Regions from separate parts of the Mus musculus genome. Here regions 1, 2, 4, 5 and 6 are each linked to region 3. A link is a contact called in public promoter capture Hi-C data. All regions are on one chromosome and are shown on one strand. The core of a region is the stretch at or near the end of the contact, and the rest is flanking DNA. Distances in the headings are between cores, read along the strand shown. Region 1 holds the start of Tom1l1 (target of myb1-like 1 (chicken)). Region 2 holds the start of Dgkeos (diacylglycerol kinase, epsilon, opposite strand). Region 3 holds the start of Nme2 (NME/NM23 nucleoside diphosphate kinase 2). Region 4 holds the start of Cox11 (cytochrome c oxidase assembly protein 11, copper chaperone). Region 5 holds the start of Mmd (monocyte to macrophage differentiation-associated). Region 6 holds the start of Pctp (phosphatidylcholine transfer protein).

Region 1 (3,711 bases), core at 995-3,494, 3.3 Mb before region 3:
AGAAGCCAAGGCCAGAGTGCTGCTGTTTCGACAGCAATGAGTGAGCCACTACGAAAGCCTGCAACAAATCTCCAGCCTCCAGTGGCTTTCAGAAGCCAGAACTAGAGATCTGTGCCTTACTGGGCAGACACGGACGAGGTGAACAGCACATCACTAAGTCTATTCTCTTTTAACCCATGGTTACAGATGATGAAAGAGAAATTCAGAGAGAGTAAGGAGATTAACCTAGGTCACACATCAAGTATGATGGGGAACTTGCATTCAAATCAAGGGTATTTGCGATATTTATATTTTTAAAGTATGTATCGGGAGGGGTGTGAGGAAAAAAAAAAGGCAGAGCTAGCACAATTACAGAGCAAGATGGCTTCCGGCATCAAACTTACACCAGGCAGATTTACATACTCACACCCTTGACATTTCCTTCTCTAGATGACTTCATTAAGGACACAGGACCAGGGTCAGAAAACCGCTAACGCAGTGGGTCTCAACCCTCCTAATGCTCTGACTCTTTAGTACACTTCCTTATGTTATGGTGACCCCCAACCATAAAATTGTTTTCACTGCCTACTTCACAACTGCAATTTTGCTAGTTATAGATTGCAACGTAGATATCAGTGTTTTCCCACGGTTTTAGGGGATCCCTGTGAAAGGGTCATTGGAACCCCTTCCCCAAAGGGTCTCAACCCACAGGTTGAGAAACATTACTGTACTGTCTGCCTGCTTATTGGCATCTATGACAAAGATACCCATGTACGGTGCAAACCATAGTGTGTGGCTTTAATGGGGTTCTAAATGGACAAAGCTGGGCCATCTTGCTCGTGTCGCTAGGCACACATTGTTCTTCCATCTGGATACTTCTTTCTCTCAACATGCTCATTCCTAGAGAACTCTTATTCACACTTCAAAGGCTGTGGCCGAGTTCGTTTCTCCCTTTTTTAAAGTTTTGTTTGCAAACTACGTGGTATCTTTCAGTATTATAAGGGTATCTTAACAGTGGATGCTGCAGAATATGGCCATTCTCCTTATCACCAGGTAAGTTCCCTGGGGGATGGGACTATGCCTTCCCGAAGGCATCCAGCTAGTAGTTCTAAATGTTTTCAAAACTAAGGGATAATCGGACATTGCCGAAGTGCCTTTTGCCTGCGAAGCTTCAGCGAGGATCCATTTCTGCTCGGAACTCGTTCTAAGACATACTATTCAGCAAGGAGATGGGCAGTTACAGTGCTTTTCCTAGAGGGCAGCTCTCTTGCAGTATTGTAAAGATGTGGAAACTCAGGTTTAAGTTCAAAGGTGCGGCCCATCCCCGCAGCAGTTAGTTTAACTTACTTCCAATCTAAACTTTCTGAGACTGAGTCTTAGAACTACCAGGTTCATAGGATTTCATCACCCCACCAAGTTCCCAACAGTTTGCCTGTCATTAATACACCCTGGTGCCACACCCTGTCCCCAAGGGAGGGGGCAGGGTAAAGAAGGGAGCTGAGGTGGCAAAAAGCCAATTGTATGTAGTCAGTGACTTCTGCATCCACCTCTGTAATTCAGAACACAAACACAAGGGATAAGGAAGGACCAGGCTGGCTGGATTGGAGGGTGATGCGTGGTCTAAGAGCCTCAGTGACTGCAGACGGCCCCTCTCCCAATCTCCCTCTTTAAGCAAAAGGCCGGCTCACATCGCTTGGGCTGTGCGCTGGAGAAAATTGGTTTGGAGAAACCTGCCTCTCAGGGTGAGATCACGTCAATTAGCGTCTCAGATCTCTCTTTCTGGTCTGTAAAATGGGTATAACAATAAGGTGCTGAGAGTGGACGACGCACTTTATGAAGAACCTTCCCCGGGTCAAGAAGTTTCCACTTTCTCCTCCCAGCGGTCCCAATACTCCACGCAGTGCTGTGCTGCGGGCCACCTGCTTGCTCCACTCGCCCAGCATTTTGAACTTTGCATTTTTTTCGGAGAGGTTCTGGTATGAGTGAGCCAAACTCAGAAAGGTGGAAAGTGGCCGCAGGTGGCACGCAGGTGGCGTGGGAAAGCTGCGGGGGAGGGTAGCATTTCCTCCGACTTGGTCCAACTCGCCCCCCACCCTCCAATCGAGAATGGAGTGGAACCGGCAAAGCTCCCACGGTTCCCCAAGCCAGCCGGGATGTTACTCCCTGCGCCTCCTTACCTATGAGGTGACCCACAGAGGTAGCGTAAGGATCGCGGTGACTCTTCCCAAACGCCATGGTAGCTCCAGAGAGCCCTCCCAGGAAATCCGCCTCCACCGCCCTCCGACTCCACCCGCTCCGTGCCCGAGGCTCCTCCTCTCCGCTCCAGCGCTTGGCTGCCGCGGAGAGGCGCCAGGCAGCGAGCAGGGCGGGGACCCGGGGGACTTGGCGCACCTGCCGCGTGCTCCTGGCGCTTCCCGCACCTCGTGACTCTAGGTGGGCTGGGAGCCCGGGTGGAGTGATGTGACTCCGCACCCCGGGCCTGCGAACTCAGAGTCCAGCTCCAACATCTCCACCGCAGGGCTGAAGACCGCTCCCCTCTCTTTGGAGACTAGACAGTGTGGGATTAGTTGCTAACACAGACTCGAGGGTTATTGCTAAGGTTTATTCAGACAAGGACATAGACCTCTCAAGTCACACACCTCCAGAACAATGAGACTTCGCCTATCACCACTCCGGAGGTCCCTGAACCGATTTTTGCGCCCTACCCTTTAAATCTACGGAACTGGGAGGAGGATGGGCTGTCTAGGAGAGCCAAGACCTCCCTTGAGCCCGGGCTTTGTTTTTCACCCGTTTCCAAGAGGGACCACGAGGCGCCACCACACAAGCTTTTGGCTTCTAGCTCTATCTCCTAGGAACCCTGCTTTCCAGCCTTATGGTGAAAGGAGAGAGGGGCCTTTCCTGGGGCTCTGGCAGGAAATATGTTTGGTATGTAAATCCACATTAAGAAACCAAACCTCTCTGTTTCTATTTGAACCAAGATTTCTTTTTCCTTTTCCGCGGCACGGCTAACATCAGATACCCATGCTTCTGATCTGTAGGATGCCTCCTGAGACGATGGGCTACTCTGCTGGTAGATTTTGCTTCCTGTAGCTAACTGGGACTGAGCTTCACATTAATAGTGGGTTTATTCCCCCCACCCCGAAATGGTGACTAGAAAGAGCAGGAGGACCTGGCCTGACTCATGTTTTTGGTCTTCCATATTTTAGCATAGATGTCAAAACCAATTACATTATGCTCCAAGTGGCTATCATTTGTTGTATTGATCCGGAATCTTCCTCCACCTCCCCCTGTTTGTCCTCCTCCATGAGTGAGTTAACATCGGGATCCTACAATGTAAAATACGGCATTTTTGTTATGATGGTGTTTCTTATGATGAGGTCAGTCCTACCTGAAATAGGACATGCCTATCAGGCTCACTAGCTGTTTCATGTGGTGCGATCTCTCCACTGTGGCAGTCAAGTAGTCTTTACAGCTGATGTTGAAAACCTCTTTTGGCTCTCTCAGCAGCCTGATCTCTGTCTGTCCCTAGCAAATCATTTTGCCTTCATTGCCGTGTGTGATGGGGCAACATTAAGAAGAAAGTCAAAGGCTGGAGAGATGGCTTAGCAGTTAAGAGCACTGACTCCTCTTCCAAAGGTCCTGAGTTCAATTCCCAGCAACCACATGGTGGCTCCCAACCATCTGTAATGGTATCTGATGCCATCTTCTGGTGTGTCTGAAGACAGCTACAAG
Region 2 (3,977 bases), core at 695-3,194, 4.9 Mb before region 3:
CTTCAGAGCTATTAACTTGAAAGCGTGTGTGGGAGTTTCTATTTGTCCAAAATAAAGCCTGTTGGGCAGTGAAGACCAGACAAGGCTCTGACAAGGCTGGGTGTTGGAAGTCTTGGGGAACCAGCCCCACTTTATCTTCAGCTTTCTCAAGTGTGGAACCAGTGAGGAGGAGATAATCTGCAGGGCAGCTCTGCTGTCCACCAGCTTCCAATACCTACAATCCCTTCCAATAGGAAGCCTGTTCCACACAGCATTTCACCGCGCAAGATTCCTTGTTCAGTGTGCATGCTGAAGCCAGGAAAGCAGTCAGGTTAGCTCAGGTGACTCATCTGACACTTAGTCCTGAAAGATCTGACAACAGAAATGTCCTTTCAAGACTGGGGAGAGAGCCCAACAGCCTGATGAGTTAGGAGCCACAGAACTCGAAGGGAGCTCACTTTGCACCCCCACACCCCATAAATAAATGAGTGGAAAACGTAAATCTCCTTTCCCGTCTTGTGTGTCAAACACTTGACTATGACACCAATCGCTACAATAGCTACAGAAATTTAAAGCCCTGCTTTGGGTTGACCCTTGTTTTCATAGTTCCAAATCAAGAACAAATTGGTTTTGTGACTGGCATAAGGTTCTTTGTGTACCCTTCATTCTTCCTTATGTAAAGTGGGATGCTACAGAGTAGCCACGAGCCAGGCAGCACTTAAACAGGCCTTTGATGAAAATTAAGAGCCTTGGCAGGGGTGGGAATTTAGGGGTGGTGTTGGTGGTGGAATTCAGTTGTTAGAGAGCTTGAATAACATGCTTAAGGCTTTTGGGTTGGATACCCAGCACCTCATGAACTGGTTCAGGTGATGCAAACCTGTATTTTCAGCACGGGGAGGCGAAGCATTAAAAGTTCAAGGTCATCTGCTATCCTTAGTGAGTTTGAGGCTAGCCCGGGCCACAGGGGAGAGACTGTCTCACAAAGGGTAAAAACAAAAATAAAAACAAACAAAAACACCAACCAACATCTACATGAGACTTGCTTCAAACGCCAGGGATGCCGTGAATAGTTTGGGCCATTTGCTGAGATGAATTTAGGTCTCACCACCCACTGTTTACAATCCTGCCTCCCATAAAAGCCATACCTGTAATCGCACAGTTTAGGCTGGCTGCCACACTGCTGCCTGCAGAATACACAGTAAGAGCACAGGGGCACGTTGCCGCGGATCCAGTGGTGGGGCATGGCATCTGCGGCCTTGTCGTTCTTGAGCATGATCTCCTTGCACGGGAAGCGCTTGTCGACCTTCTTGAGGCAGCCCTCGTCCACGCGGAGCCCACAGCAGTCGCAGAAGGCTCCTTGCAGGATGTGCTGCGCGCACACGCAGCAGTAGGTGGGGTGGCTGAACAGGTCGGTGTCACGCCAGCAATGCTTGCTCTTGCGGAAGATATCCCTGCGGTGCAGCTGCCGGCGCGACCGCTGCAGGCTACACCATAAAGTGATGAACACCGGCAACAGCACGGAGCACAGCGTCCATAGGACCAAGTGGCCATCAGGGAGCAGGCTCTGGGCGGGTGGGCCGGACCGCTGGTCCCCCTCCATCTTCTCAGGCCCAGGCGTGGCCTATGGAGCGCCGGGTCCAGAAGGCTTGCCTTCGGATTCACTGCGTGGGGTTGCGGCTCGTCCCGAGGCTGCGCGTGGCCTCGGCCCCGGGAAAGGCGCAGGTCGCACCCGCGGGCTCCGTGCAGTACAGGCTTGGCTCGCGGCCACTGCGTTCACAACGGCTGTCGCGCTGAGCCTCGCCCGTGCCTCTCTCGCGAGGTCTCCGGAGACCCCCCCCCCAACCCCCCAGTTCGCTCTCGCGGTCGCCGGTACCACCTACAGCCAAGCCTCCGGCCGCCGTCCCACCCTCAGGCCGCGAGATCTGCGTGGGATGAGGAGGCCGCGCTTGAGAAGCGCACCTGCGCAGTCCGCACGCCGGCCGGCAGCTCGGCGAGGGCTGGGAGGGGCCTGACGCGCCCACAACTTGGGCGGGGCCAGGTAGGACAAAGCCAATGGCGGTGCTTTCCGATGGTGGGCGGAGCTAGAGGAAGGCGGAGTCTGCGCTGATAAAATTTGTAGGCGGGACCAGGTGTAGGGCGGGGCTCGCGGCGGCGCTCCCCTTGGGTGGGAGGGGGTCAGGTATGAGGGCGTGGCGGAGGCTAAGAGGTGGCTTGGAAAGTTGAAAGACTTCAAGGGTCTGGACCATCTAGGAAAGGATGAGCAGAGGAACGGATAAGATGGTGTGGAATGAGGCATGGTTTAGGGAAATCAGGGGCGGAGTAAGTACATGGTTGACTATCAAAAGTTCAGAACCAAAGGAAGTTCTACCATAAGTGACTTAACAGTATTTGACCTTTAGCCTGATCCCCTTCTTCAACGGTGAAGGTGGAATTGGCATGATTATGGATATCGGGGAATCCTGGATGGAGAAAACTGGCTCTTTTGAAGGTGTTATGTTCATTCAGAACACAAGTCAAAGACTGCCAAAAGTTACCAGTGTATTATATAAATATAATAAAATAATAAAATAACTGGACATGTGGCCCACATGTGGATGGACCTCTGTGAGTTCAGGGCCAGCCTGATCTACATAGTGTGAGGACCAAAACAGGAAAAATAAAGCATACAGGTTAAGAGTTCTGTTTGTATTTAAGGATAAGTTCCTGTTTGTCTTGTGTTTGTTTGACCCATCTGCACGGATGTGTTTGATTACATGTGGACCGGAAGTAAATCAGGGTCACATGTAGGCAGGAAATACATCAAGATTTACGCTTGCCCCCAGTTGAACCAGACGGGAAATGCAGTGAATTGTGGGTTTTGCCTTTTTAAGCCCGTGCAAAGCACGACTTGAGGCCATTCTCTGGGAACCCCGAGATGAACTTGGCCAGAGAGTCCATCACCTTGGCCAGTATTTAATTAAAGCTTACATTAAATTTGGTTTTAAATTGTGGTAGTGGTCTTATTCTCTACTGAGGGATTATCACGAGTTCTTGGTCAACTAGGGATACACAATAAGACAAACAAAACAAACAAAACAATGCAAAACCAACCAAACAAGCCGGGCAGTGGTGGCGCACGCCTTTAATCCCAGCACTCGAGAGGCAGAGGCAGGCAGATTTCTGAGTTCGAGACCAGCCTGGTCTACAAAGTGAGTTCCAGGACAGCCAGGGCTGTTCAGAGAAACCCTGTCTTGAAAAACAAAAACAAAAACAAACAAACAAAAAAAACCCAACCAAACAACAACAACAACAAAAACCCGAACCAAAACAACCCCAGGGATAAGAGTTCACCTGATTTACTTCCGGTCCACATGTGATCAAACACATCCGTGCAGATGGGTCAAACAAACGCAAGACAAACAGGAACTTATCCTTAAATACACTTTGTATTTAAGTACCTTAAATACACAAAGATCACTTTGTTTTACTTTGGCCATTCATGGGCCAGAGAGATGGTTCAGTAGATACCTGCTGCTAAGCCTGAAAGCCTCACTTTGATTCTTGGGACCCAAACACTCTCTGTGGCATGTGAGCACCCCCCCCCCACACACACATAAATAAATAAGTAAATATAATTTAAAAAATTACTTTGGGGGCTTGAGAGATGGCTCAGTGGTTAAGAGCACCGACTGCTCTTCTGAAGGTCCTGAGTTCAAGTCCCAGCAACCACATGGTGGTTCACAACCACCCATAATGAGATCTGATGCCCTCTTCTGGTGCATCTGAAGACAGCTACAGTGTACTTACATATAATAATAAATAAATCTTAAAAAAAATTACTTTGGGCATACAGGTCAGCTTCAGTCTATCTAGGTCATGAACGAGTTTCTATAATTTGTTCTACAATTCTATGATAGGATTCTATAATTCTGTAAAATGCAGGCTCTGGTCCCCTTTTTCTCAAGGAGGAGACCTGAGGTTATTTTCCCTTTGAGACAGCTTCCCTAAATGACCAGCAA
Region 3 (3,790 bases), core at 326-2,825:
TGGGTCTCATGGGATCCAGACCTGGCCTTAAACTCCAGGTATAGGCAAGGGTGACCCAGATTTTCTTTTTTTTTTTTTTTTTTTTTTTTCTTTTCAAGACCGGGTTTCTCTGTACAGTCCTGGCTGTCCTGGAACTCACCTTGTAGACCAGGTTGCCCTCGAACTCAGAAATCCGCCCGCCTCTGCCTCCCGAGTACTGGGATTAAAGGTGTGCGCCACCACCGCCAGGCTGACCCAGATTTTCTTATCTCCACCTTTATGTGCTGAGATTTGAGCATGTGCCACCACACCCTACTGTTTAGGAGGGGTTGACTCTAGACCTCATGAACTACACCTTCAGCTGGTGGCTACATACCATGTCAAATAGTTACTATCCTATGCCAAGGAGAGATGCAGCCTAGGTCATCTGGAAGTTTCGGCTCAAGCACAAAAGAATTGCAATTGTACAGGGCGGGTTTCAGGCTCTCTCCAATCCTTGCTATCCCACATGACAACACAAGCCGACTGGAGACCTTTTGCGAGACGGACAGGACCAGGACACACTGTGGGAGGGAAGCCAGGCCTGGGCACCGACACCAGTCACGTTACCTCCACTTAAACCTTCCCAAGGGCGTCTGTCCTCCCCGGCCTGGGAAAGGGCCAGCGAGCCACCAACGTCTGGTGAGAGGCGGAGGTCAAAAGGATTCTCGTGGGAGTGAAATCAGCCAGGAGGCCTAACTCCGACTCCAAAAGGCGACGCGGCCAAACTACTGGCGGGCGAACCAAACTCCCGCCACCCAGCAGCAGAGGGGTAGGGGGCGAAGGGCGTTGTTACCCGAAGGAACTTCATGGCCACCAGGCGGAACCCCTTCTGCTCGAACCGTTTGATGATCTCGCCCACCAGGCCGCGCTGCACGCCATCTGGCTTGATGGCAATGAAGGTACGCTCGAGGTTGGCCATGGTCCTGTGGAGGCAAGAAGTGTAGTCGATGAGGCCCGGCCGACCCAAGCCGGCCCAGGAAGCCACGTGGGTTCCTGCCACCGCCGCCGCTGCGGAGGACACGTGGCTTTCCAGATACTTCTGCCCCGCCCGGGAGGCCCAGAAAGAGGACTGCGGGAGCCTGTGGTGAGCTGATGTCGGGGCGGGGAGTGCATCTTAGCCTTACCGAAAGCCGGTGGGTCGGCTGGTGTCTGCGATGAGCGACAGAAGCAAAGAGAATAGAACGACCACCAGCCGGCGCGGAGAGAGGAGGGACGCGGGGCGGGACGAGAGACGCCACACCCCGGAGGACCCCGCTGCCCAACCCGGGACGCTCAGGCTGCCTGGTCTTGCCAGTCGTCTCTGTCCCCGCCCAAAGGCTCGCGGTGCACGCCCTCTCCTTGCAGGGCTGCGGAGGGCTGCGGGGCAGGAAGTGATTTGTTCTCCACCCAAGTCCGCCTGTTCTTTGCAGCTAAAGGCTTCAGCTTTGGAGACCAGGTCCTGAATTTATTCCAGGAGACATCTGCATTCAAGCTTCCCTGAGACATCCGCGCCCAGCTGGACTCTCCATGCTCTGGGATACCCCGAGTTTTTCCTATCTCCGAAATTCAGCCCTCTGTTCTTTCCTCTCTGCTTGAGCTTAGCCTTCCTCACCCAAAATGACAACTTCCCTAGGAGCCAAGTCTGTCTCCAGGCCCCTCCTCAGAAGGCCATCTGTTCCTGTCTCAGAATGACTTTCGAATTCCTAAGATAACCCATGCCTTTTGACACTAGGGCCAGCTCCCAGCTCTCTGTCTCCTCACCTACCTTTCCTCTAGAGGCTCTGATGCCACCCTGAGCCTGGGATTCCTGCCCACAGAGCACTACCTACCGAGTGTCAGGCTACCCACCTCAACCTGAGACACCCCTGGCAAGATTCTAGATTTTTGTATATAAGTTGACGGCCTGCCTAGACTTCAGAGGAAATTCAAGGCCAGCCTGGTGAATTTGGTACATGAGACTACCTCAAAATAAGAAGCAAAACCAGGTGTGAGAGATGACACTTGCCTATAGTGCTAGCTTTTGGGAGGTGGAGGCAGGAGGATCAGGAAAGGACAGCCACTGCTACACAGTTCAGAGTCAGCCTGGTCTGTCTCAAAATATACAAAATGGGGTGTTGGAGAGCTGGCTTTGTAGTTAAGAGCCTTCCAGGGGCCAGAGGTCAAGTCCCAGCAACCACACACTTCAGGTGGCTCACAACTATAACTCCAGTTCCATAGAATCCGGTGCCTCCCATCTCCAAGGACATGCCCTTACGTGCACATACCCACATGCAACACACACACCTACACATAATATGATAAAAACAAGTTTTTAAGGAATACATACAAAGAGAGGGGCTGGAGTGGGTAAAGTGGTACATCCTTGGCTACACTAGAATTAAAGACCAGCCTCGACTACATGAAGGTAGGGAGCACTGAATATTTAGCTCTGTGGTAGGTCCACTTGTGTAGCATGCACAAGGCCTTGGTCCAACCTCCAGTACTCCAGACTCTGTATTCTCAGAAGCCAGGCCTGTCAACTTGCAGTCTTTACCTCCTGTCTTCTTGGCAAGCCACCAGTACCCTAAAGGTGCCCTCAGTGCCCACATCTGCTTCATTTCCATATCCAGACCACACCCAAAAAAGTTGCAGTATGTTGTGTGAACCAGCTGCTGCTTCTCCCAGCAGGCTTGGAGCCTGAGCTGGGGCCCTGAACATCCCAGTAAATAGGTTTAGGGCATTGCCCAAGGCACTGAGCCTAACTAGCGCAGATGAGTCAAAATGCCTGAAACCTCCTTCTCCAGCTCCATTGCATCAGCCCTGGCTAAAGACCTGCTTGGACAGAACAGCCCTCTGCTCACTGGCCATTAGGATGAGCAATTAAACTCTAAAGTTATCTCATACAGGCTCTACACACTGGGCACTTGAACCTACAATTTCCTTTTTTTATTTTTTTATTTCTTTGATTCCCAATGAACACTGATTTCAAGTGACTCTAGCCCTGGTCTCATCGAGAGAATATACCCTGCTTTGATGCCTCCCTGCATCTCTAAAGGAACCGGCAAGCTCTCTATGTTCTCTATGACACCAGTACTACTCACAACTTGAGATGAGATGAGGTCGGCTGACCTCCAAACTCAGGTTATCAGCCTTGTGGCTCCAGCCCAACTGGTCGCCTATAACTACTCAGGTGGGTAACAGCCCATCACACCTCTCCACTGTCCTACACCTCAATTAGCAGAGCATCCAACTAGGATGCACCGACTGCCATTTGCCCTCACTCTGGGCCCATTTCCTTCATTCTCAGCCTGAAGTGTGTGTGGGCTCGCATTTGCCCAGCCAGCTGGTTGGTTGCCTTTTGAGAGGATCTAGCTGCATAGCCCTGGCTGGACTGCACCAGTCTGGCCTCAAGCTTACTGAAAGCCTGTCTCTCCCTCCTAAATGCTGGGATTACAGACATGTGCCACCACTCTCCCATGTTTTGGAGTTACCAAATGTCAACTGTACTGAGAATCTGCAAATTTCACTGAACTTACCTGTCGGGTGAAGAGTCGGTTACCCCTTTGTCAGGTCACATACCTCCCTACCCCACAGTAGAAGGACCCTTCATTGGACACCAGCTGACGGTCCCAGGCCTACAGAACACATGGGTTTTCTGATCTGATGGTAGCTACAACGTCTCACAATTTTCTTGGTTTGTTGTTGGTTTTTGCTTGTTTTGTTTTTCCAAGACAGAGTTTCTGTCTTTCCCTGGTTGTCTTAGAACTCACTCTGCAGACCAGGCTGATCTCGAACTACCTACCCCTGCCTC
Region 4 (3,603 bases), core at 775-3,274, 3.3 Mb before region 3:
TACTAGAGTGATGTCCTAGACGATGCCTACAGCCCTCAGCGCTGTGGCCACTATTCAGTTACTTCTTCAAGGCCATCATCTCCACTGTCACTAACATGCAGATGCCCCTCACTTCTGCTTCCCCTTGCCCTGCTCATTCTCACCGTGTGACTTACATCATGTTCTTCCTGCAGTGTGAATCAAATCATATCCGATCACTCCCATTTTGTCCCTTAGCCATGGCTGAAATAGCTCTGTAGTATCAGGTGTCTGTACCTGCTGTGACCCCATTTCCTTTCACTGTTAACTCTGCTCGCTCTGCACGCTCCACACGGACCCTGGTTTTTTTTGTTGTTGTTTGTCTTTGTTGATATTCAATCCTATCCAACTTATTTCTGTCTCTGGACTTGTGTACGATGTGAGATTTTTGTCTCGTGGGTAGCTCTTTCACAGTTTGGGAGTAGGCTCAAATGTCACCCCCAGGAAGACCTTCTTTTACCTCTTTAGACCTTCTTTTACCCTCCTCATTGTCACTCTCAATGACTTCATGCCATCATCAGCTAGTTTCATAGCAGACACTGTTAGTTGAAATTCCTTTATTTTACATTTATTTTCTGAGTCCTTCAGTAGAGGCTGCAGTCAATAACAAAAGTGATTGTGCCTGACTTAGTTTGGAATGTCCCCAGCAAACTAAAAAGGTGTATGGCTCAGTGAGAGTCAAGGAATACGTGCTGATTGACTGATAGCTCTTCCAGTTTTCGGTTCCAATCCACAATGTGGGGATAGTTAGACCCACAGAGGCCATCAGAAATAAGCTCTAGCTTATGGAGGTGGAAAGGTGGGCACGAGAGAGCTATTGGCTTCTTACAGCTTCTGGAAGAAGGAAAGTCAGTTTTCTTTAATGGTGCAATTGATCACACCGATCACACTCACAGACTAACACATCAATGAGTTAGTTCGCCTTCAGCCTGGACTCTGGATAATAATAATGTGGGGGGGGGGGTAGTTTTGGGAGGAGCCTGGAGTAGGGGATGAATATGACCCAAATACAGAGTAAAATACCCTCAAAGAATTAATAAAACCAAACCATTATTTTGAAAAAGAAATGACCTAACTTTTATAAAATTCTTACTATGCTTCAAGCAATGGCAAAAATCATATTATATTCTTACCCTCCTTGAATTACTGTGATTTCCATTCACGAAATAGGGCCATCAGGTTACGGAGAAGTCATATTAAAATTAAACTTATGCAAGGACAAGACTTGTGTAAATTCATTGATGCTTAACCTCCGAATCTGCTCTCAGTGCTATTTAATATTTATTGGTCCTTGTTTGTGGAACATTTAGAGAACTGAAGAAAGCTTTAGCGTATTTCCCAGGGGTCTGTGCCTGCAAGATGCACGTCTTTATTCCTTCAGTCCCTCCTTTAAAGGCCCTCCTGTCCTGGTCCCTCTATTCTGAACAAACTTGGTTTTTTCGGCGGCTGTCTGACCTAATGGTTTTGCTGGGTAAACAGCAGAGGGGTGATGAGCGCAGTGGGAGACATCTGCCCATGGGGCTGAGAAGATGCACAGGTCGGGGTGTTGGAGAGAAAGGCGGTTCTCATACTAAGTGTTCCAGAAAGAGGGACGTTGGTTTGCCTGCGCTCAGTCAGCGGCGGAAAGCAACGGGGCTGAGCGAACCCCAAGTGAGAGCCCCGCGGCAGAGCTGCCGCTGGGGGCCGCTAGGTCGAGACAAAGGCTGGCGAAGTTTGGGGAGATGGGGATACAAGCCCCAGTGAGGAGCTTGCACGCCGAAGGCCCAAATGCATTTTCTGCAAAGTAAACTAAAGAAGCATCCCAAGGAAACAAAAGTGCGAGGCACAGTCACTTAGCAAGAAAACGCGAACTTACCCTCTTCGGGCCACCCGGCCTCCGTAGCGCCACTGCTAACTGTGGAATCTGGTAGTCAAGGCAGCAGCGGAGGCTCAAGCCGGGTACCGCGAGACTCGCGAGGTCTCGCGAGATCTCGCCAGCGGCCCCGCCAGGCGGGCATTCTTTCCGGGGGGTTATGGGAGGGCTCTGGTGTCCGGGATGGAGGTTGGTGGCTTCGTGTGGCCGGGGCTGGAGGCAGCCCGGGTGGTCAGGGCGGACTGTGGTGAACGCAGAGCTGGTGCTTAGGCCCGGGTGGGATGGGCTCGGAGGCGCGGAGCGGGGTCTGAGACGCCTCGGGACATGGAAGCGCCCGTGCGGGGTCCGGGGGCCCGCGACGCAGCCGCCACGGCGGCCGAGGAGCAGCAACCCTTTCCAGCGCGCGCAGGAGGACGAGTGGCGGCGGCGGAACAAGACGGTGCTCACCTACGTGGCCGCGGCCGCCGTGGGCATGCTGGGGGCCTCCTACGCCGCGGTGCCCCTCTATCGGCTCTACTGCCAGGTAAGGGAGGGGACGAAGCGCGGCACGGATCCCACCTGAGCCATCCCCCTGCCGGGGAGGCCGAGGTCACCCGCCGGAGGGGGGAGGGGGGCGTCGCCTCGGATCCAGACCGGGAAGGACGTGCCCAAGGTCACTAAAAAACCTTGCAAGTGGAAGCCGGTTCCGGTAATGATGGAGCTGGTGCCACCCTTCAAAGGGCTATCAGCACAGCCATTCTGTGAAGCGCGGGGAGAAGGTACCGCTGACACTTGGTGAGTTAGAGCGGCTGTCGCATACCTGGAGGTTCACAGGACACCTCCCCTGCCCCAGATAGTTGTCCAACCTAAAATGCTAATAGTATACAGTGGTGCCGAGACCCACAGAAATGGAATTGACACTCCTGTGTTCAAGCTTTCCTCATTCTAGGTTAGCATCATCAGCCTAGGCTAGTTTAGCATCATCAGGCTAGGCTGGGTTAGCCTGAGGTTTAAAAAAAAAAAAAAAGGAAAAAAACCCTAAAATCAAGTTCCACGTTAAGCACCGATATTTCCAAAAGAATGCCCTGTTACTTGTGGAATCAACGAGTTTTAGAGAAGGAAATAAATAAATAAGGGAAGCCATAGAATGGTCCCTCTTCATGAGCAAATTAAAATGTAACCCAGGAAAACTGTGACAGACTCAGTAATATAGGCTTGAGCCCAGGACATTATTTTTCTGTTTTCTACCTTTTAGTTTAAACACCAAACTTGAGAAACTTCAATAACATGTCCCTAGAATATATAAGGAATTGTTTTGTTATTGAAAGACGGAACACTTAACTTGCTTTTTCTTCAGCGGATTTAAATCCTTTATGAAAAAAAAAATAGTTCATCTTAAAACTGAGTCTCTGAAACAGAATCATATCCTTACCTGTTAACTAAGGTCAAATTTATGATTTCTCTTTTAGGATTAAAGTTTAATTTGACAATATTGAGAGAAATTGAAAAAGCTAAGTAACGTGTGTAACAAGTGAAAGAAAGATAATAAAATATTAATATGGTAGGGTTTTTTTTTTTTTTTTTTTTTTTTTGCATCTTCCTTTAGCCTCATTCGGCTTTTTGTTTTTCTGGTGTAAGAAAGGTGAATTATCTGGCAGTGAGAATTGTGATAACCTCAGGCAGCAGTGTGTACACCTTGGAAGTAACACCACCTCTACCTCTAATGAGGAAATAATGGTGATGGGGAAACGTCA
Region 5 (3,583 bases), core at 257-2,756, 3.7 Mb before region 3:
TAGGAATCTGTTTTGCATCGGGCAAGTTTCTTTTTCACTCCCTGATCCTCTTTTACATTGATGACTCCCCAACCCCCACTTCTCTACATTTAACATATGAGAGAAAACATTTAACATTTGTATTTCTGAGCCTGGTTTATTTATTTCATTTCATATGATGATATCTAGTTCCATCCATTTCTCTGTTCCCAGAAATGTAGTTACTCGTAACCCCCCCCCCCCCCACACACACACACTGAAGAACAATCCAGTCCTCCTCTATTGGAGCCGATTGTCCTTTTAAACCAAGTGTGCAGCTTTGGAATGGAAAGATCACTCCCGAGTCTTCATTTTTTTCCTTCTGGCTGACTAATTTTCCATGCTGTCTCTAGACACACACACCACATTTTCTTTCTACATCCTTTGGTAGGCACCTACACTAATATAATAACTTGGCTATTGTAAACAGTGCCACCTTTCAAAGCCTTGGCCTCCATACCTGTGAAATGAGTAACATAATTTTGAACCTAAGGATTCCTTCCAAGATCAAAGCAATTGTTGTGGAAAGCACCCCGGGGCACTTAAAGAGAAGGACACTAGAATGGTGGGTGAAACCATTCCCCGGCATCCCCCCATCTTTCATTCGTTTCAAAAAGAGTAAATACTGCTTCGAAGCTGGCCCTAAGTCCCTCAAGAAGGTGAAGTTTGAGGAGTGGGGGATGTGTGTGGGCAGGTTTCCTGGATGGGAGCACACCTGGATTTCAGGAGTGATGCTGACAGGTCCTGCACATGTCAATTCCTTTTTTCCAGTATTCTTCTGAGTGTATTCACTACCTCTTATCTCTTCTCTCCCTAGGATCTGCTCTTCTGGCAAGTCCTTTTAGCTTTACAGAGGTTTAGCAAAAGGGGCCGATTCAAGTCTACTCTTTCCTTGGAAATTTCTTGGGTTAAAAAATAGAAAATAAAATGGAGGACGTAAAAAGATCTCTCCAGAAGAATCCCCCTGGAGAAATTCCAATCTCTTCTTTATAGGACAGCCGTGTTACTAATCCGTCTTTACACAGCGTAAAAGGTGAAGAAATAAATGAAAGGAAGGACGCAGAAATGAATGAAGGCTGGATAAACGATATGGGGCCAAGATTAGAAGGCAGAGATAGATTCTTGCTCGCTGCCACTTCCGGCACAGCTGCTTCTAAGATTGTGGGCCATCTCCTACACACCGTTGTTCCTTCCTCTCTGTTGCAGCTCACACGCTCAAAGCTTTAATGCAGAGCACCGCCCTCCCAGCGCTCCTCCCCTTTCGGCTAGCCACACCCCTCGGCTCTGAGGTTCCGCCCCACCTACCGAGCTTCAAGGGAAATGAATGGCAGCGGAGCCCTGCGCCGCTCCGGACACTGATTGGCCACTGGGCGCGGTGACGCGCAGGTGGCTGCGGGCGCACGCAGCGAGAGCAGCGGGCAGGGGCGGAGCCGGGCTCCGGGGCGGGGCCCAGGCACCCGGGGGCGGAGGAGCCAGGGAGGCGGGAGGCGGGAGGCGCCGGGGCCGTTTAAGCGGCCTCCCTCCCGCCCCCAGGCGCCTGCTCTGGCCCGGGCCCTGTGCTGACCGACCCCCGGTGTGGCCCACTCCGGCCCTGCCCAGTTGCGTGGCTCCCGCCTGGCACGCCAGCGGCCTCGGAGCAGCTCAAGCCCATGAGGCCGGCGCGCCCTGCCGCCGGTGCAAAAGAGACGGAGCTCCCGGCCCCCGCGGTGGAGCGGTGGATCAATGCGGTTCAGGAATCGATTCCAGCGGTGAGAGTTCTGCGGGGAACGTGCTCCGTCCCGGGGGATCCCGAGCCCTGACGAGGACCGGCTCCCGGGAAGACTCGCAGTTCTGCGATCCCCTTCCTCCAGGCAGCTTGGGATCTGTGCCCCGGGACCCCGCATCTGCTTTGCCTCCTCCATCCGCTTGCAAACCTAGCTTGGCCCTTGAGATCCCCATCCAGACACCGCTGCTGCTAGCTTCTAGCAGACTACTCCAGCCTCAGAGCCCCCTCCCCACGACTCCACTCAGGGCCTCCACCCTTATACAAACCCCAACGTGAGGTCTCTTAAGGCTGCTGCAGCACCCTGTGGCGATGTTTGTCTTACAGCGGGTAGGAGGTCTGGCCTGAGCTTTTTGAGGTGTTTTGTCGGTGGTTGGCCCTAGAGACAGGGAAACTGAGGCACGCTTCTCTAGGTCCAGCTTTCCTGATGGTGTCCGGAGGGGTTGTGTGTCTCGGGCTAAGAACCTAATGGTGTGCTATTTGGGGGATTTTTTTTTGGCAGGGGCAAGTTAGCATTCAGGTGGAGAGACATGCCTTTGAGAAACCTGGTTTTAGGAAATAGGGAGAAAGAACGGAGGAGGCGCCACCGGAAGGCGGGTTGTCTGCTCTACACTAAAGAGGTGGTAGGGTAGCCCGACTTGAGGGACATAGTGTGGCCCTTCTCTCCCGGGTGGATTACCTGCGTGGAAGGAATGATGAAGGCTGCCGACCTATTGTTCCCAAAGAAAGCTCTGGGCTTTAATGTTTCTAAGTGGGTGAAAGTTCACCCATGGGGTTTCTGGTAACTCCATCCCTTTGTCTGAGCCTGGCAGCCATACCCATTCCCAGCCCTTCACCACCAACAGGGTAGCCTAGTGTGATGTACCAGAGAATTCAAAAGCAGAAATGCTTAAAATCTTCCGAGCAGGCTATTGAGTTTGAAGTGGTCTTTCTTTTTATTTTAAAATGTAAACACACCATTTAGTTTTCCTTTCCCTTCTTTCCCCTGTTCACTCATTAATGCTTATCTCATTTCTTCCAGTCTCAAAGGGTAAAAGAGCCAACACAACATGCACAGGATGAGGGTGGTCTTTGCGCTCAGTATTGGGGGAGATCGGCTTGAAGATTTGGATTGCTTTCTGAATATTGCTTATTACTTGGTGGCTGGAAGTCTGGCACTATCGTTGGAGGAGAACTACGTCTCTATGTCAAAGGCAGAAAGGAACCTTGGTCTTTCTCGTTTAGAACCACAGTGGATTTAAGAGACTCTGTAACGTGTGTGAACCTCATGTCCTGTGCGTGTGGGTTGTTTGTCTGATTCTTTCCTTTGCATGTCTTTGTGGGCTTCCTGCTTTCAGAGACCAGTAGCTATATTCTGCAAAATTACCCCTTCCCTATTTGACGAAGAGTTTGGGTTTCTAGTCTATCCTTTTGAATTCTATAAAAAGAAGGAAAATGTCTGTTTTTGCTTATTGTACCAACATTCAGAGAGCTCTAAAATGAAAAAATAAAAACCACCTCAGCTGATTGAGCAATCTTTTTTAATGGACAGAATTCACTTTCATCCTATTTTGGAGTCTTACCCATTCAAACATTAGAATACACAGGGGTTATCTTTCAGAGTATCACAGAATGTAATTGTTGAGTAGGTGTATATTATAGGTGTATATTATTGTGCTCTGCAAATGTTAGTTGTGTCTTTCTTGGTGATCCCTGGGTCTCCTTTGATTCTGATTGATGCAATCCCTTCATTACCTCTTTCTCTATTATAGCCTAGACTATTTATAAGCATCAATTTGAACTTGAGAATCAGCCTGCAAATAC
Region 6 (3,818 bases), core at 399-2,898, 4.0 Mb before region 3:
CTGTGGATGCATGTGAGCACAATTAGCGAAAAGACAAAAGGGCAGCTAGAGGTTCTCTCTGTGCACTGAAGTTTAAGTGGGGCACGGCACAAAGCCATCCTCCAGGCTGATAATTATCGTCAGTGAGTTCCTGTCTCTGACACGGCAGAGGCATACAGTAGAATTTCCTATTGCCAACCTCACAAAGTAGCCCTAACCCCAGAGGACTGTGAAACTATGTAGATCCAGGCTGCGATGTAACCTCACAGACGAAGCTTGGGTGACCTCAGCTGTAGGGAGGCCACCTCTGCACGCCAGAAACGCCATCCACCTTCACACAGTTCCGTCTAATCCAACTTGTTCCACAAATGTCTCGCACTAGGTTATAAACCCTCCAACTGCATCTGTCCTGAACTTCTCTGCCTCTGTGACACAGTTACGCCATTCCTCCATGTCTGCTTCCTTCACCTGTGAAAGCCAAGGCTCCCATAATAGATCAGTATTTGGAATCCTTTGCTATACCAGTCTGATCTTGTGCCAAGGAACTTCTGTTGCCTACAGCAAAGCAACTGATGCCAAACCTCCAGTTTCTCCCACCTGACTAGCTACTTGGTTCCAATGGCTTCTTAAGATGCCTCAAGATGCTTAACAACCAACTACACTCCTCCTCCGGCCTCCATTGCTCTTTCTGCATGAAGTTTCACAACCGAATTATTAAATAGACCTTAAAATTAGATCACACCCACACAGAAGACAGTCACTAAATTGATGGAATTGCTACTGTTACCTCTTGGCCAGCTCTGAACATCCAGTCCATGAGTCTTGTCTCTTTCCTACCTGCCTCAGGACATGGCCCTTCTGTACCCCATACAGAACTGGCACCCATCTGGCAAAAGGAAACATGTTCTCTGCAGACACTGGCATGGTGTAGGAATGAATAGACCAATGTTTCAATTTTCCTAGCAAACAAACGGACTGAAGTTGGGCTAAACTTCCAAACTACTCATTTTCTGTTTTCTATCAGCTGATTGCTGCCAAATGCCTCTCTCTTGTGAATGTAGATAAACACACACTCCTATATGTCCACGGGCACGCCACTCCAGCTCGATCTCGGAAACCCTGTATTGGACCCGTTATACCCACTCCCAGTGAAAGTCCAGATCCTAGACCGGGTGGGTTTCTTTGGCACCTCGCCCCATCTTCAACCACGAGCCGTTAAATACAATTCCCTACTCCCAGGCCGTTTGATTTTTTTTGCAAACGCTGCAGAGTAAAACATAAATTACAACTCAGAAGTCTAGCAACAGGAATGACCTGAGGCTGAGCTCGGACAACCTGCCAGCCGCATAAGATCTACACAGGGTAAAGTAGCTCCAAGGAGCCTAGTCACCCCTGCAGAGCAGTGGAGTACCCTTGGCGAGTCCTAACCAGGGGGCCCAGGCCCCTGACCTCCTCCAGCGGGCAGGTCAGTTGCTACCTGGTCCAGCAGCCGGTAGATGGTTATGCCTGAGGCCTCTACCAGGAGCTGCCAATCGGCCCCGGTCAGCGCCGGTTTCTGGAGTTCAGCACAAGCCTCCCGGAACTGCTCGTCCGAGAAGCAGCATGCGGCCCCCGCCATCCTTCCGCAGCCAGGATACAGCGCCCGGAGCGCAGGTCACTCACTGGCCCTTAGAGAGATCGGGGGCGGGGTCACAAGGTGACCCCAACCTGATTGGCAGGGAAGAGAGAAGGCGGGACTTGGTCGAGGAGGCGGGACGTGGGAGGGCGGGGGTGGGGAGCGGAGGTTAAGAGGGCGGTTCCAGATCTGAAGACAGGCGGGGCTAAGCAAAGGTTAAGAAGAATGCCGAGTTAAAAAATACTAGAAAAAAAGCTGTCGCTTATCTGGAGAAAGAAGGAAGGGCTGAAGAAGTAGGGAAACTTCTGGAAGTAGGGCCAGCACATCCTATACTCACCTCCACACCCTTCAAACCTGCGTGAGATTCCTACCCCCTACCTCTCTGAAGGTGGAAAGGTCTCTGGAAGACATTTGGGGAGAGGGACCGAACACAAATGCTTGAAAGTCTCAGAGGTCAGATGCTAGTTTTATATATATATATAATTTTTTAAAAATGCTCTTCTTTCTGGTATACATTTTGAAACCGTGTTTTGTGAATCAATCCCTTAGAATCAGCAGAAGGGCAAGGAAGTCACAATTAAGAAATCAGATCACAATGGACAAGATTTTTGTGGGTACAAATGATATGAAAGATAAGGTACCTGGATTTCTGCAGCTTGCATAATTTAGGTCTTGCAACTCAAAGATCTTTTTGTTCATTTGAGTCTTACTCAGCCGAAATCTGCAACCCTGGCTTTGAGTAAAGTAGGGAGTTCAAAGATAAGTGCAAACACCACTCAATTGCCAAGACCGCCTGGAAAGCCAAATTGCCTAATCTGTAAAATGGGTCAAAGACTGTGCTGCCTTAAATAGTCGAGGGCCGTAGAATATCCCAGTGCCTACCAAAGTGGTATTTAATGATCATTCCCTCTTGTTTTTCAGGAATAAACTGAAACACAATTTTTTCAATACTAGAAGGGGAAAAAAAGTGGTTAAAAAAAAAAACTATTGAAAGCCAGTTTACAAAAGCCCCACGGTCACATTTGCCAAAAAACAGACAGATCACTGTTTTATTTGCCTCAGCATGGATTTTCTTGTACAGGACAGAAGGAAAGTAAGTTATTCCAAAACACGGGAAAGATTGCTTCAAGACAAATTTCCTTGCAGTTTTAGTGGTAGCCTGTAAGCTTTCTCACAGGTGTAAACTATTACTGAAACAAGCAATCCACTCACACTCATCCAACAAGGAAACCAATGTGGAGGATTGTCAAAGATTGCCAAAGGACCAGTCATGATTGTGTGCTTTCATGGGATCGGAACTTTGTCACCACAGAAATATTGATGGATTAAGAGAGGCCCAAGGGAATGAACAGGACCATAGAAGAAACAAGAGACCAAATTCAAACTGCTTTATTGTACATGTTTAAATATGTTGTCTGTCTGTCTGCCTCTCTCTCTCTCTCTCTCTCTCTCTCTCTCTCTCTCTCACACACACACACACACACACACACACACACACACACACGTTATTTTATTTTTGTCAATACAGAATACAATCATGTTACCAAGCAGGTTTTCTTTCATGCAGGTCCCCCCCACCCACCCACCCACAAAAGAATCTACAATGGCTTTCTTCTGTCCTGTAGGAAAAAGAAATTAATGTTGAGGTGAATAAAATTGTAATTTGTCTGTGCTGTGGCAAATGTGACCTTGGAGCTTTTGTAAACTGGCTTTAAATAGTTGGGTTTTTGTTTTTGTTTTTTTTTTTTGTAAATAAAACAAAACAAAACACCTTTTTTGTTTAAGGCCTGTTATTGACGATTTACATAAATAATCCAACCTGTTTCCTTTATGAGAAAATGTCTCTTTAGGGTGTGTGGGGTGGAAGATCCAGGTCTCACAGTGAAGACCTGACTAGGAACTCATGGAGATATCCCTGCCTTTGCCTCCTGTGTGCTGGAGAGGAGATGCCTTCTTAGATGAACTGACTACGCAGCCACCCAAGCTCCTGGTCTCAGCTGTTGAAACGCTGGATAAGACAGACCAAAAAAAAAATAATAATAATAATTGTAGGCACACAGCTGAGAACAAAGAAGTGCGGGGTAGAGTTCAGAAAAGGGAGACAGAGTGGGAGCCACAGAGAGAGAGGTCCATGGGAAAGGATGTTTCAGAATGGATAGCATCTGCCTTGGCGTTTCCCCATCCCCATACTCCCCACCCCTGGTTCTGCAATCCTGTGTCCGTG

The links. Promoter capture Hi-C pulls out the DNA fragments that hold promoters and counts their contacts.
Region 1: a contact with region 3 is called in a promoter capture Hi-C map of second pharyngeal arch cranial neural crest. The contact joins the promoter of Tom1l1 here to the promoter of Nme2 in region 3. A contact is called at or near these places in 4 of 39 promoter capture datasets (the HPC-7 cell line, cranial neural crest, frontonasal cranial neural crest and 1 more).
Region 2: a contact with region 3 is called in a promoter capture Hi-C map of cranial neural crest. The contact joins the promoter of Dgkeos here to the promoter of Nme2 in region 3. A contact is called at or near these places in 2 of 39 promoter capture datasets (cranial neural crest and second pharyngeal arch cranial neural crest) and 1 of 484 Hi-C or Micro-C datasets (B cells).
Region 4: a contact with region 3 is called in a promoter capture Hi-C map of pre-B cells. The contact joins the promoter of Cox11 here to the promoter of Nme2 in region 3. A contact is called at or near these places in 5 of 39 promoter capture datasets (cranial neural crest, frontonasal cranial neural crest, maxillary cranial neural crest and 2 more) and 1 of 484 Hi-C or Micro-C datasets (embryonic stem cells).
Region 5: a promoter capture Hi-C map of pre-B cells shows a contact between it and region 3, with 7 times the contacts expected there. The contact joins the promoter of Mmd here to the promoter of Nme2 in region 3. A contact is called at or near these places in 3 of 39 promoter capture datasets (cranial neural crest, maxillary cranial neural crest and pre-B cells).
Region 6: a promoter capture Hi-C map of pre-B cells shows a contact between it and region 3. The contact joins the promoter of Pctp here to the promoter of Nme2 in region 3. A contact is called at or near these places in 4 of 39 promoter capture datasets (cranial neural crest, frontonasal cranial neural crest, maxillary cranial neural crest and 1 more).

The regions. Positions count from the first base shown.
Region 1 is chr11:90,685,357-90,689,067 of GRCm38.p6, forward strand. Tom1l1 (target of myb1-like 1 (chicken)) reads right to left here and starts at 2,245. Exons shown (of 16, transcript NM_001357543.1): 1 at 2,157-2,245. The coding sequence starts at 2,214.
Region 2 is chr11:89,058,807-89,062,783 of GRCm38.p6, forward strand. Dgkeos (diacylglycerol kinase, epsilon, opposite strand) reads left to right here and starts at 1,945. Exons shown (of 4, transcript NR_110336.1): 1 at 1,945-2,017. Dgke (diacylglycerol kinase, epsilon) reads right to left here and starts at 1,942. Exons shown (of 11, transcript NM_019505.4): 1 at 1,125-1,942. The coding sequence starts at 1,579.
Region 3 is chr11:93,954,681-93,958,470 of GRCm38.p6, forward strand. Nme2 (NME/NM23 nucleoside diphosphate kinase 2) reads right to left here and starts at 1,576. Exons shown (of 5, transcript NM_008705.5): 1 at 1,146-1,576; 2 at 815-944. The coding sequence starts at 940.
Region 4 is chr11:90,636,160-90,639,762 of GRCm38.p6, forward strand. It overlaps Cox11 (cytochrome c oxidase assembly protein 11, copper chaperone), which reads left to right and starts at 2,025. Exons shown (of 4, transcript NM_199008.2): 1 at 2,025-2,393. The coding sequence starts at 2,031. Stxbp4 (syntaxin binding protein 4) reads right to left here and starts at 1,949. Exons shown (of 18, transcript NM_011505.2): 1 at 1,874-1,949.
Region 5 is chr11:90,247,970-90,251,552 of GRCm38.p6, forward strand. Mmd (monocyte to macrophage differentiation-associated) reads left to right here and starts at 1,507. Exons shown (of 7, transcript NM_026178.2): 1 at 1,507-1,766. The coding sequence starts at 1,741.
Region 6 is chr11:90,001,246-90,005,063 of GRCm38.p6, forward strand. It overlaps Pctp (phosphatidylcholine transfer protein), which reads right to left and starts at 1,649. Exons shown (of 6, transcript NM_008796.3): 1 at 1,457-1,649. The coding sequence starts at 1,597.